Regions from separate parts of the Drosophila melanogaster genome. Here region 2 is linked to region 1. A link is a contact called in public Hi-C data. All regions are on one chromosome and are shown on one strand. Each heading gives the region's core, a stretch centred on a gene start, on an enhancer-like site or on the middle of the called end of the contact. The rest is flanking DNA. Distances are from core to core; before and after follow the strand shown.

Region 1 (6,910 bases), core at 1,868-4,367:
AGATGACGAGGACGATGGTGGAGACGACAGTGATGTGCTGCCACGCCGCTACCGTCGCCATCGGTTCACCGAACAACTGCGTACCATGGCCGCCATGGGCTTCATTAATCACACTCAGAACGTTAGTTATCTAGAACTTTCCGATGGGAATGTGGAACACGCTATTAATCTGCTTATGCTGAGCATGAATTAATAAGGATCGGAATTGACTAAAAAGCCAACATAATGTGCTTACTTTACGGACTTATATTTATTCTGCTGCTGAGGATTCTGAAGCATTAAACTCCCAACTTAAGCAAGGAATATCTCTTAATAACTTTTAATAATTAAATATACGTTTAGAGGAGTCATCTTTGTAAGCTAATTGGGGTGGGATTGCGGAGTTTGGGCATGGGGGTAAAAGCCGGCCGTACAAAAGGTTTCCACTAAATTATACTAGTTGATTAGATAGTCCAGCGCCTTGTCCTTATTATTGTTGAACTTGAGTAGCGCCGCCGAGATTTTCGATTCGTCAAAACCGAGGTCCAGAAGTTCTCCCAGTGGAATAAGGTGTTCGATAATCTGAAAAGACGTCCCAGATCGGAATAATGCATTTTGCAAAAGTTTTCGAAACTGACTTACCTTCTTATCGTCGATACCGCATAGACTAACCACCTTTGCCACCCGTTCCAGAGGGAAACCCATAGTACTGATACGTTGGGCCAACTTCTGTGCCGGACCAGCCAGCTCCCTAAAGGAGTTTCTGTCCACTGCCAACTCCACCGTTGGCTGCTGCTCCGCGTTGTGACTGTGCAGGCGGGTACGACGCTTCTCCGCCTGCTGCAGCTCCGTCTTCAGCTCCCGCAGGATGTCAGGCACACTCCTTGACTTCGTGGCTACCTCGTCCTCCGACTGGCTGAGCGCATGCACGGAGGAAGGCGCTGGAGGAGCCTTCAAAAGGTTTTGAGTCCCGAATCCATTGACTTGGTAGTTGCTAAACTGTTGGAAAGAATGCTGCTGCGGAGGGTAGAAGGGCTGGTGACTGTAGCCCTGCATGTGGTACACCTGCGAAAATAATAATTAGCCCATATTTTAAATCGGAGCGTCTGAAAAAAACTTATTTTCGATTGAAATAAAATATTGGGTATCGGACTAATACTTGGTTTATAAGACCATGCTAAGATCGTACTCAAGCTCAGTCAAAATATATTACACCCTCAATTGTGGTACTAATTAGTTTGAGCAATAGCCCCACCCTCGACTTGTGATGAGTTATTTATTTTTAGGTAATCTACCTGCAAATGCTCAGAAATCATCCCGATTAAATGGTATACTGTGAGTGAATGAACAATTTCCTCTTTTATTACAATTTAATGAGTAATGAGGATTGGATTTTGAGAATACAAGGATAGTGTGACATTCAAAAGAATCAAGTTAACATATTATTAAGGCTCTTTAACTAGTTAAAAGTGTCCCACCTGAAAGTGTTCCGGTTTATGCAACGGCTGCTGGGCGGAAGCGCTGTACATGGGCGTTAGGTATTGAGCCGTGGTTGGAATGTGGCTTGGCTCGCCCCTGTCCGCATTATCATCACAGTGAACATGGAAATTGACGCTGTCGAGCGTCGCTTTGGTCTCCGCCAGCGTAGTCATTGCTAGCTCCACCGGAGCTGGCACTTCATTGCCAGATTGCTCCTCCTTGGAATGATCCTCATGCGGCGGCTCCTGCTGCTGCTGATCCTGCTGCTGTTGATCTATGCGCTTCTCCAGCTGTGTCTGGTGCAGAACCTGAGCTAGTATGTCTAGATCGTTGATGGTCTTCAGCTCGATATTGTCGAAAGGTGTGGAGTTCATATTGTACTCAAAGTCTGCGTAGTTTAGGGAGCTGTTACGCTTGTGCAGCGTCTGCGGACTGACCACTGGAGTGGTGCTCAGAATGGTGGGCTGCAAGATATTGTGAAAATTACACACACTTATTGACTTTGGTTCGTGGGAAGAGTCGCGTGACTCAGCGGTGATTGGAGGTGGTGGCTGCTGTTGCTGTTCCTCGTCCCTCTGCTCGGGCTCGTTCTTCTTTCGCTCCTTCTCGTCCTCATCCGATGACAAGTCGTCCGCACTAGGATAATCAACTGCTCCAAGCATCTCCTTCTGTCTCGCCTCCAGCGCCCGTTGGCGTTCCTCCTTGCGACGCTCCTGGCGACTGGCTCGCTCCTCGCGCTGCTGGCGACGCAGGTGGCGCCATCGTTGCGCCTGACTCAGCACGGCCCTCTCCAGCTGACAGTCATACTGGTAATCCGGATGATCCGTGTAGAAACCTTCTCGGAATTGCGACAGGCGATTGAGGGTCGCCTGCGGCAGGTGGTACACGGCAGGCGGTGGTTTGTAGCGCTCGACTATCTTGACCGGGACATCTTCCATGTTATGCTAGCGCATTCACCACGAATTTTGTTAATTAAGTTGCTACTACGCGTTTTTTTTTCTCTGTTCTCTTTTGTTGTTTCTCGAGCAGCAGCGATAGGCGATTGGTATTGTCATCGGTCACTGCTGATTCGCCAATTTCGACTAGTGTTGAATATCGTTTTTCCTTGAGATGCTCACCTAATTAGGTGTACTCAGGCTTGGTTGCGAGTTTGACAACAGCTGATATTAAATCTACCCAAATTTTCGCCAATTTGAGGGCGTATGAAAGGCTTAACAAAAATCGGAATACATTAATAGTTTCTACAGATCACGTTATACAACATAAAAAAATTAAAATTACAAAACATTTTGACATACTAAATATTTTTTGTTACCAAGGGTATCATTATTTAGTGCATGGCGGATAGTTTTAAGATCTTTATTCTAAAAAACTATTTTTGACCAAACTTTTGTTTAAAATAATCCCGCGCTTTTACAACTGAGTTTATTGAAATCATGTTCTTTCCACTAGATAAAACCAAAGTTTCTGGGAATAAATAAGGACGAAAAATGGCAGTTATGATATCTATTTTATCTCTATCTATTCTTTAATAGGTCTTAGTCCAATAATACAGCAATTTCCTATGTAATGTTCAATGTTACTTTATTTGCAGGGTATTAATTTGCTTAATGCAGTTCGACCATTGCAACCATTTTATCGATAGTTGATGCCGGGAATAGTTCATCGCTAAAGTCAAAGGCAATGTAAACAAAACAACCTGAGCAATGGACGATGCCGATGATCTGCGCATAAACCAGCAGCAGCTTATGGACGAGATTTCGGCCCTCTTGCAGAACACAGCGAAGCCGAGCGCCGCCAACGCACTGCAGCTGAATCAGGAGCTCCAGCGCCGGCTCATGCAAGTCCGGACCAAAATTCTGGCCATGTTACAAGTAGTAAGGGCCCGCTTCTCTCGGAACGAGGACATCCTGGTGCGCCGGCTGCGACCTCGTTCCCATTTCGGCCCGAATTCCCTCAATCTTAGCGGGGCGATCCTGCGGAAGGGCACGTTTCGCTTCAAGGGCAACCTGTTTTTCCGAGACATCGATGGTCGAAGCTGTCCTAACAACGAGGATTACGAGGCGCGGTGCCACACGGAGATGTTTCCCACCGACTTTGACATGCACTCCAGACATGTATGGACATTGCTAGACAAAAAGAATGTGATAATGGGTATAAAACAACAGGTGAGTGGACCCTTCGAGTGGTTCAGATTGATTGCCAAATACCCATTTAATAGCAATGAAAAGTTAAATAGCAATACTAATATTCTGTTTTATAAAAAACTCAATTCTCAGTTACTGGAGCATAGGGCCCACAGTACGAATGCGCTGCCCAGCGGAAGCCTGAAGCGCAAGCCAATCGAGCGACACTTAAGTACACTGGTAAGTCTGCTGGCAACTGCGGATAGTAGCTTCAGCATCGACTGGAACCAGATCAGCACCCTGGACTTGGAATATCGGCACTCACCATATAGCTGTGAGGCAATGTGGAGGGTCTACTTAACACCAGATCTCAGGCGAGACGATTGGTCACCCGAGGAGGACGAAACTTTACTGGCGGTGGCCACTGCGAACAGGATGCAGAACTGGGAGTTGATAGCCGCGTCGCTAGACCGACGTTCCGACTATCAGTGCTTCGTACGCTTTCATACCGCCCTACGTTTTCTGCTGGAGCCAAAGAACAGCCACCGCTGGAGCGAAGAGGACAACGATAAACTAAGGGCGATCGTTGATAGGAATACGGCAAACAGTGTAATAAACTGGAAAAAAGTCGTGGAATACTTCCCGGACAAGTCCAAATCAACGCTGATTGGTCGTTACTACTACGTGTTGCATCCTAGCATCAGTCACGGTAGGTACCCAATATATTGAATAATTTTTAATTTATTATTTCGCTCCTTTGAAACTGCAGAACCCTTCACTACCAAGGAGGACATGATGCTGTTCGCCGCCGTTGAAGAGTACAATGGAAAGTTTCACTGTTTTCCGCGTTCTCTTTTCCCAAACCGGTCGTTAACCCAACTCCGAACTCGCTACCACAATGTACTGGCACAACGCAACAAGACCGACTCCTGGTCCGTTCAGGACGACACACGGCTGATGAGCTTCGTAACGCAATACGGGGCTTCCCAGTGGCTTAACTGTGCCACGTTCTTGGGCAATCACACGCGGACCAGCTGTCGAACCCGCTTCCTAGTCATCAAGAAATTCCTTGAACAAAATCCCAATGCAAAAGTGGAAGACCTGCCACGCCGCCGATCGAAGAAGGTGTCCTTGGTTAACTCTGATAACTGGGCGCAGCGTTTGCAAGAGTGGCAAGAGGACCCAGAGTCATTAGTTAATGATAACCCCCCGAAAGGAACTCGGGTGCGCGGTCCCAAATCGAAAAAGGCTAGGATCGAGCGACAGGCAGAGAGTTTCTCAAGACTTTCGAAAGTTGATATAGAGTTCTGCAACTTCTTTAAGTTTAGTTATAATCTGACGCTGAGCACTCCAAAAACTTTTCCAGTTCCAAAAGACGTTTATAACCTTGCCTACGTGATCAGAGCTCTTGCATATAAGCCACCAATTCGACCCTCGCTCTTACAAAACATATTTATGCCAAATGATGTGCTTAAGTGCTACAACAGCATGATCCGAAACCTTCCGGACGAGGAAGGTGATATGAAGAGCCCACTTTTGCCACCCAACTGGTCAACTATGATGGGGTTTCGAGCCTTATGCATTCTTTCCGGAGATTGTCGCAAGGATACGGAAACACGTAGCTTCGAATACAATGAATCTTTACCACCCATCCAGCTTTTCCGCAAGCGGTTGCAAGCTCTTTTCTATCGTACCACTCTTCTCAGCCGCTTGGAATCACAACTCTTTACGGACTTACCATCAGCATTAGTTTCTTTACCACGCCCCAAACACGATTATGCAAAAATGGGTACACATGTTGAATTAATCGATCCAGAGCCGGCACCACAGAATGATCTAAAATCCGAGCCGCTTAGCGAGAATGAAGTGATTAATACAGTCAAGCAGGAATTGGAAATGGAATATACAGTTCCATAGGAACTAATAAGTAAATATGTAATATTGATTAATTTAAGCTTTAAAAGTTTATATTTTTTACTTCATATCGCGTTATATAATAGTTCATTACAATGGCTAACAAATAATTTATAAACTTGTAGGTACTTTTAACGTATTTCACATACAGCAAAATCAAATGCCGGACCGATGTGCATTAGGGTGGCTCATTTTTCTGATTGTAGTTTAAAAATATTGCTTAGGTTTGAAAAAAGGTATATTTATAGCAAAACGCCCTGCAAAACGAAACAATTTAATACACAAGCAGTCAAAAAAACTAATGTATATTTTAGTTGCCGTTTTACAATCCTTTCAAAACTTTTATCCCGGATATTTAGTTATTAGAGCAAAATTGTCTAAACCTTATTTTCAATATAAAAAGAACCGATCCATCCTATTGTTCATGCGGTAACAATGTATTACAAAGCATTTTTATGATAGCACTAGCAGCTTGAGAACTATTTTGTTCGATTCCCGGGGGAGGCGCTCATTGGAAGTTACTGAAATCCGTCTTCAGCTTGATCGTAGGCTTCTGCGGCTTGGCCAGCAGGTTCCTCTGCGCCTCGCTTGCTTTTTGGGCAATGTTAATCGACTGCTGTTGGCTGCGAATGGCCGCTTCTAGTTTTTGTCGCAGTTCCGGTGTTTGACCCATCAGGGCCTTAAACTCCTGCGGATATTTCGGACCGATCTTCAGTAGCCACTGCAGCGCCTGGTCGTGCAGCTGCCGTTGATACTTTGGCAGCGTCCGGAGTCGACTGGGTTCCGCTAGGAAGCCAATGAGCACAGGGACCAACAGAGTCAGCATCTGAATATCTGTGAAGTGTGGACAAGGAACAATTAATATTATAATCCTAAGTTTAAGGGCTTGCTAAACGGAACATCAATTCACAGAGATGGACAAGTCGCTTCATCCCGTACTTTTACTTCATACGTGCAACATTTAAAGCGTAATTTTAATTGACAACAAGAACTAGGAACTATGCTATGGATTGGTGCATTGAAAAACATTGAGTGTGCAATAAACGTTGCAATTCATGACTATAAGGCAGTTAAGATAACATAAATAAAAAAACGAATAGAATGTTCATATTTAATGGTAGGAAAATAATTTCATTTCCATTTAGCAGACCGATGAAAAAGGAGTAAATTTACAACGCGTGTGTAAGTGTGAACAGTTATGCCTTATATTTCTGAAACGCTTTTTTGACATGAAACGTGTGAGTTTATGATCGAGCTCTTCTATTTACCTTGTAGCAAGTTCATGTTTCCTAACGTTTTTTTTTAAATATTATTTTTTTTAATGTTTTGTAAATGATTTGTGATTTGATAAAAAGAGAAGACAGAGAAAAGAGCAAATATATAATAACTTATTTCGTTTTCCCTTCCCATCG
Region 2 (7,090 bases), core at 3,970-6,469, 4.4 Mb after region 1:
TGGGCGGCACTTGCACCGGCAACGCCCCACTCCGGGCTATGTCTGCGCCATATCGCGTTTCATATGCCACCCACACCAAACGCAGGAGTTCCAATCGGTTGTCCACCCACCAGGGACTTTTAATTTGCCTAATGTGTCGTGCTAATTGCGTTTTAGTTGTGTGTCGTTTGCCCTTTTATTGCCCCCGGATAACCCTGGTCCTTCGAGCCTATCGGGAATTTCACGGAGCCACCACCAAACATGGCGTGCAAATCGGACGTTTGACTGCCGGCGGGTCAGACGGCATAAGACTTCCGGACCACTGCGATATCGAACTGATGTACCATTGTTCTCGGCATAATGGCTTTATTAGACGGCGGTCGCTTGTTGCTGCTCTCGAAAAGGACTCGGCGGAATCAGTCCGAGAAACGGCGAAATTACTCATTACTGGACCGTGGAGCCGGCTAATCAACTCGAAAAGCGACAATAAACTAAATAAATGACCCTTATTTCCTTCGCACGCAATTGCCAAGCGAAGCATGGCCACCAAAGTCACCCCCATCCAAAACATAAAAAAATAAACAGGGCTAGGTCCCTCCAACTACATACGTGTATCAAATTTTCGTACATGAATCACACTAATGTTTATCTACCTCTTGGCTTTCAGGCATCATCAAGTGCATAACGCTGACAACGCTCTATATGAACTCGATGTGGTGGCCGCCAAATAAATCATTCGCCGGATTCGCCCACCAGGCCCTCTTCCTGCTCCTTTCCACGCTGGCCACATTCAATTACGTCATGGCCACTTTGACTGGTCCCGGACTGATGCCAAAACAGTGGCATCCCAAGGTAACCGGAGAACCAGAAGCGCACGGCACACGGAATGGTGGTGAAACATTTGTTGTGACACGATGGCCGGTCAACCGCCTCCGCCTAGTTCGAGACACCTGTTACCTGTTTCCATTGATAGTGCCCACCATTTGGCCCGAAAAACTGTTGACCCGTCACGAACTGCCCAAGTACTTAGTCCGGGTGTGGTTTCTCCGTTTCTTTGTGCATCGTCATTCCACGGCGGAAGCAATTGTTTAGCGTCCGATGAGCAGGTGCCGAGTTTTCCGGAGGAGTTCGCTCTCAACGGGGTCCGATTTCCAGGCCAGACAAATGGGCCAAGCCGGCCCATTGGCGTGTTTGACTGCTTATCGCGCATAATCCGTGCCAATTAAACGCTGCAATTTATTTTAAAGAATCCGGACCCGGTCCGTTGTATGCATAGATGTCGTGCAGGGGCCACCAACGGCTGTAACGTTTTTCGACCGCCATTCATTTTGTCCGGCCGTGGCAGTAGTGCGACCCAAATATAATTTATTAGCGGCGACTCCTCACATTACGGCCGGGCAGTTCGGGCCCTGCACGCGAACGCACTCTACGGGGCCCAAAGTCCGTAATGCAATTACCGGAATTTGCATAAATGTTTTGTAGGCGAGCCCAGACGCAAGAGGGGCGGATTTCTTTGGCTAGCTGCGTGGCTCATGGGCGATAGAAGGTGGGTGGGAGGTGGTCGGTCACCTAATGAGCTGTGCGTCGTTAGGTTTTGTTGTACCTGACGGCATCGGGAAACGCGCATAAATCACGAATAATATACTCGTTTTCGCTGTGTATTTTAATGAATTTTAATTTTTGTCAGGATCCCAAGGACGCCCAGTTCCTGCAGTACTGCAAAAAGTGCGAGGGCTACAAGGCACCACGCTCCCATCATTGTCGCAAGTGTAAGTGATATTAAGATGATTTGCACAGGAATTTAAAAGAACTTAAGCAAATGAAAATTGTTTAAATCGAACACCATAATGATTTATATATCTGACCACTTAGGTGATCGCTGCGTCAAGAAGATGGACCATCACTGCCCATGGATCAATCACTGCGTTGGCTGGGCCAACCACGCGTACTTCACATACTTCCTGCTCTTCTCCATCCTGGGCAGCCTGCAGGGCACCGTGGTGCTGTGCTGCTCCTTCTGGCGGGGAATCTACCGCTACTACTATCTCACCCACGGATTGGCGCACTTGGCTAGCGTGCAGTTCACTCTGCTCAGCATCATCATGTGCATTCTGGGCATGGGCCTGGCCATCGGTGTCGTCATTGGCCTGAGCATGCTGCTGTTCATTCAGCTGAAGACGATTGTAAACAACCAGACGGGCATAGAGATCTGGATAGTGGAGAAGGCCATTTACCGCCGATATAGGAATGCCGACTGCGACGACGAGTTCCTATATCCCTATGATTTGGGCTGGCGGGCAAATTTGCGACTGGTATTCAATGACGAGTGCCAAAAGCGAGGCGATGGCATCGAGTGGCCAGTGGTGGAGGGTTGTGATCAGTATACATTGACGGTGAGTATTGCAGATTGTATTTAGAGAGCGCAGATTAACATGTATTTCCTGCAGCGCGAGCAACTGGCGCAGAAGGAGGAGAAACGAGCTCGAACCCGCACCTTCAAATGCACAAGGCCAGTGACTGGCCGTTGGCTGCCGATCTTTTCGCAGGGTTGGCGTGTTTGTGTGGCCGCTCCCTGCTCCGATGAGCCACGCATCAGCCTGCGACCCAACGACATGATTAAGGTCACTCGCTTCCGCAACCACTGGCTGTTCGGCGAGCGAGTGCTTTCCGAGCAAGAGCTAGCTGGCGTCAAGAAGCGCCAACGCAAGGGTCCCATTCGTGGCTGGTTCCCACGACGCAGCGCCGTTGAGGTCATTGAGGCGGTCCATGAAGGCAGCGGCGATGGCAACAGCGAGACACCAGCACCTGCGGCCCAGAATGGCAACGCCCACAGCCACTTGAAGCAGCAGCAGCGAAACGGACATGCCAAAAAGTACATGTAGCCCGGATCGGGCAGAGATCAATCGATGGCATTCTGTGCCACATTCGGCTTGTATATAGAATTAGATTCCGCTTGGAGACTCGACTGTTTAACGCTTAGCCAGGCCGTCATCCCGTTTACTCTGTTAACAATGTCGACCAATAAATAACGCGAAAGTTTGGTATCAGTTGCTGATGTGAATCGAAATTAATCCAGTTGTGTATCAGCAGATAACGCTTATCTTTTTCAGATAGTAAATGCAGCGTAAATCTCATGGCGACAAAGTAAAATATATATAAATATGTATAATTAAAGTATTGTTTTAAAGTTTCCCATAGAAACTTGACAAACCTTTAGATGTCAACTGATGAGACCTTATTTATTTATTGGGTATTCCATAATTTGATTATGATACAGATTATATTACATATGTTTACGCGTGGAATATAGTTTAAAAGCTCTAAACCGGCGAATCATATTTACAGGTCATGGTTGCCTCGATGTCCTCCACCGTTCGCGGCACAATCGCAAAGTTCTCCACGCCAGTCTTCGTGATGAGCACATCGTCCTCGATGCGCACACCTCCGAAATTCCGGAAGCGATTGAACATCTCTGCGTTAATGAATTTAGCAATGTTCGGATCGGCCAGAGCGCGGTCCATCAGCCAGTTGATGAAGTAGCAGCCGGGTTCGATTGTGACATACATGCCGGCCTTAAGGATGCGGGCAAAGCGCAGCTTGCTCAGCCACGGTTCACTGGGGCGCTTGGGCTCCTTGGGCAGATAGCCGCCCACGTCGTGCACATCCAGACCGATCAAGTGGCCCAGGCCATGTGGCTGGAACACGCCCGAAACACCTGCCTCGAGCATCTCCTCCACATCGCCCTTGAGCATGCCGCCCTCCTTCAGGCGCTGCAGCAACACCCTGCCCGCCAGCTTGTGCATGTCCACCCAGGAGACTCCGTCACGGGCTGACTCTGTGACCGCATTGCGGGCATCCAGCACGGCATTGTAGATGAACTTCTGGTCGTCGGTGAACTTTCCATTGGCCGGGAATGTGCAGGTTATGTCGGCCGCATAGCCACAATAGTTGGCTCCCATATCGAACAGGCAGAGATCACCATCCTGGACGGGCTTGCTGTTGGGTGCGCCCGCGTGTCCATAGTGCAAGATCGACGAGTTCGTTCCGCTGCCGCATATGCAGGTGTAGGAGGCATGCCGGCAGCCGCCCACGGAGTAGGCGTGGTGCAGGAACAGGGATTCGCCCTCAAATTCCATTCTACCGGGACGCATAAACCGCATCACCTTGATGTGCGCGTCCGAGGATACCTTGGCCACGTAGCGCAGCACCTCGATCTCTTCGGGTGACTTGATCACTCGGCACTCAGAGAGAATTGGATACAGCAGATTGCAGTCAGTCACATACTTCTCCTTGCCAGCAAAGTCGGGCGGCTGAAGGGTGAGCCCGCTATCGCTGTTGGTGCCACTCAATGTGAGTATCAGCTTGGGCGACGCCCCCTCCAGATAAACACTCATTTCGTCAACATAAAACACCTCGTCCACCTCGTACATGGCCTTGAACTCCTGCAGCCCAAGCAGTTCGCCCATCCAGGTGCCGTACTCATCGGGAAAGCGAGGAACAAAGAGAACACTTTTCTGTGCACCAGTTTTCACATCAATGGTTAGGATGCCGTAGCAGCCCGGCTCCTTGACACCGAACAAGTACTGGAAATAGGACTCCTGCCGGAAAACGTAGTCCACGTCGGTGTTGTACAGGCTCTGGTCCTTGCCGCCCTCGAGGAGCACCAGCAGGTTGCCGTCGTTGAACTTGAGGCCCGGCAGCAGCTCCTTAAGGATGGCCTTGCCAGCACGATCCCTGTTGTTCCGGAAGAGGGTCATGGGCACTGCGTAACCCGATCCCATCTGAAAGGCGGCCATGGTGTTGCGACGGAGGACAAAGTTTAACTGGCGCTCTGGACAACAATGAGTGCTCGAGCAAGTGAGATTAGCTGATAATAGCCAATAACCGGGCTAACAAAGGCAGTAAATTATGTGGGTTTTATCAGTGTTTTTTGTTTTCTGTTTTCGCAAAAGTATGACCGAGAACTGAACGCGAAAAAAAACAAGCTTAAATTACAATTCATCGATCGGGAATTTTATTTTTTTAAATATATTCTTTAATATTTTTAATTAGCTCAATTCATTTATTTATCATACGGTTTTCCTTTTTGGCAGCCGACCTTGAAAATAAAGGATTTCCCTAAATAAACACAGATTAACATTTTGTTCAAATGAGCTAGCAATTGAAACTAGTTCCGCAGAGCGAGGCACAGAAACTATCGATAACCTACAGCATCGGCATCATTCCCAAGTCTGGTCACACTGGAAGTGGCTTTTTTTGCAAATTTTATTTTCATAATTGAGAAAAATTTGCATTTTAAAGCGAAACAGCAACGGATTAAGCTCTCGAATCTCAACAATATAACAGCCAGCTTGTGGGCGCAGCCAGCAGAGCATCACCAGTATTAAGTATAGGGCGAACGCAGCCCAGTGACCGTTTTCCACCTACTATCCAATTTCAATGTCGGCGTCACAACGCGGCGGATGCAACAACAAATGAGTCGTTGTTCTGTTCCAAGCTAATTAAGTACACGCTGTGTGGGCCGCCGACTCCAATGCGCCGCTAGCGGGGATCACGAGCAGTTGGCGTCATGTCCAGTTCGGTGTTTACGGAGGCGCCCAGCGCCCGGCCGGCGGCAGCCGAAGCCGACTCCAATCTGGTTGTGGTCTACAGCAAGAGCGGAATCTCCTTCGACGAGCGTGCGATTGGGAACATCATGGGTAAGTGGGTCCAATAGGCCTGACACACGCTCATTGCTCCCCACACTGACATGGGCTTGTTGCAGAGGAAAAATCGATTTCCACCATTAGCGTGGTGCGGATTACATCGCCCACGCCGAGCATGGTGGACCAAGAGGAAGACGAACGGCTGGAGGAGCTGGCGAACTTTATGGAAACTGCCACCGACTCGGAGCTGGACAGTGACAATGGCAGCCAAAGTGGTGGCGATAATGCCAGTGAGATGGATGAACACGACGAGGAGAACCATAACACCGGTGACGACAACAATAGCGACTCCACGGAGACGGAAGCCGATGCCCCGCGCACACGCAAGCGAGTTGGCCGAAAGCCCAAGGCCATCAAAAAGCGAAAGCGACGCAAACCCAAGGAGCGTCCACAAATTGTGGGTTTGCGAGTGGAGCAGTTTTATGCGGACAACACGGCTGATATGGTTGTGAAAAATGCACTGAGTAAATAACGTACATCGATGTGGTCCAAATGATAAAGCAAAACAACATCATTATTTCGAGCACAACGAAAGTAAACGAACTTTAGCTTTCAACTAATTTGTATTCTATTTACAGAGCTTGCCGGAGTTTCCGTCTACAAAAGGACTGCGGAGACAGACGCTCTTATGGAAGTTATTCGAAATGACCACAACTACACACCGTTTACCTCGCCAGAGCAGCTGAAGAACCACAAGCGCGATGAGAAGATGGCCATGGAAATGCAGGCCCAAAGCCGCAAAATCATAATGCAGGCACCGGGCAGTGTCAAGCTAATCAATGCCAAAAAACGAGTCCAGGCCATACCCTTAAGCCCGGTGCAGGTCAAGGTCCAGAGACTGCCAGTCAAGCCCCACCAAGTTCAGCAGGCAGCGCAGCTGCAACCGAAAGTGCAGCTGATCCGCAAGCCCATCCATTCGCCACTGCCAAGACAGAAGCCAGAGATTATCGCGAACAATTCGGTCAATGCCAGGCTGAGGCCCACTCGTGCTCCAGTCAAAGTGATTGCTCCGCCTGTGCAGGAATACATCGAAGATGATGATGACGCCCAAAGCTCGGATTCCGCCGAAGAGGAAAATGCCGACAAGGCCTATGATTCGGAGGAAATGAGTGAGGAGAGCGATGAGTTCCAGGAATCGGACAACGACAGGGACAGTGACATGGACTTCGATATGAGGCATAGCAATAGACGTAATCCGAATAAGAGGAAGCGGGTTAGAAAGGTGGTTAGGCAGACTCCCAGCAAACCAATGAAGCCGCTGCCTCCGCCACCCACAACGCCGCAGCACTTCCCCGAGCTGAAGAAACGCAAGGAAGTTTTGGAGCCGAAGGCGCCGCAAATTGGGCAAATAATCCAGATGCCTGCCACAAAATCAGTGCCCGCAGTGTTTGCCCTAGGCAGAGGTC

The links. A called contact is a pair of places that touch in the nucleus more often than the background predicts.
Region 2: a contact with region 1 is called in a Hi-C map of the Kc167 cell line, with 2.0 times the contacts expected there. The contact joins the promoter of pps here to the promoter of Pbp95 in region 1. A contact is called at or near these places in 10 of 107 Hi-C or Micro-C datasets (the D17-c3 cell line, the Kc167 cell line, embryo and 2 more).

Annotation. Positions count from the first base shown.
Region 1 is chr3R:8,010,674-8,017,583 of dm6, forward strand. Pbp95 (PSEA-binding protein 95kD) reads left to right here and starts at 3,118. Exons shown (of 3, transcript NM_141503.4): 1 at 3,118-3,626; 2 at 3,738-4,293; 3 at 4,354-5,937. The coding sequence starts at 3,165. The coding sequence ends at 5,501. CG10435 reads right to left here and starts at 2,528. Exons shown (of 3, transcript NM_141502.3): 1 at 1,458-2,528; 2 at 622-1,044; 3 at 234-561. The coding sequence starts at 2,396. The coding sequence ends at 436. It overlaps CG3223, which reads left to right. Exons shown (of 3, transcript NM_141501.2): 3 at 1-345. The coding sequence ends at 193. CG2747 reads right to left here. Exons shown (of 7, transcript NM_169205.3): 7 at 5,537-6,332. The coding sequence ends at 6,007.
Region 2 is chr3R:12,408,609-12,415,698 of dm6, forward strand. It overlaps pps (protein partner of snf), which reads left to right and starts at 5,220. Exons shown (of 11, transcript NM_141936.2): 1 at 5,220-5,678; 2 at 5,744-6,148; 3 at 6,263-7,090. The coding sequence starts at 5,549. Dip-C (Dipeptidase C) reads right to left here and starts at 5,151. Exons shown (of 1, transcript NM_001300377.1): 1 at 3,201-5,151. The coding sequence starts at 4,775. The coding sequence ends at 3,300. CG5196 reads left to right here. Exons shown (of 5, transcript NM_141934.2): 2 at 647-831; 3 at 1,667-1,748; 4 at 1,852-2,372; 5 at 2,427-3,160. The coding sequence ends at 2,861. It also overlaps sncRNA:649.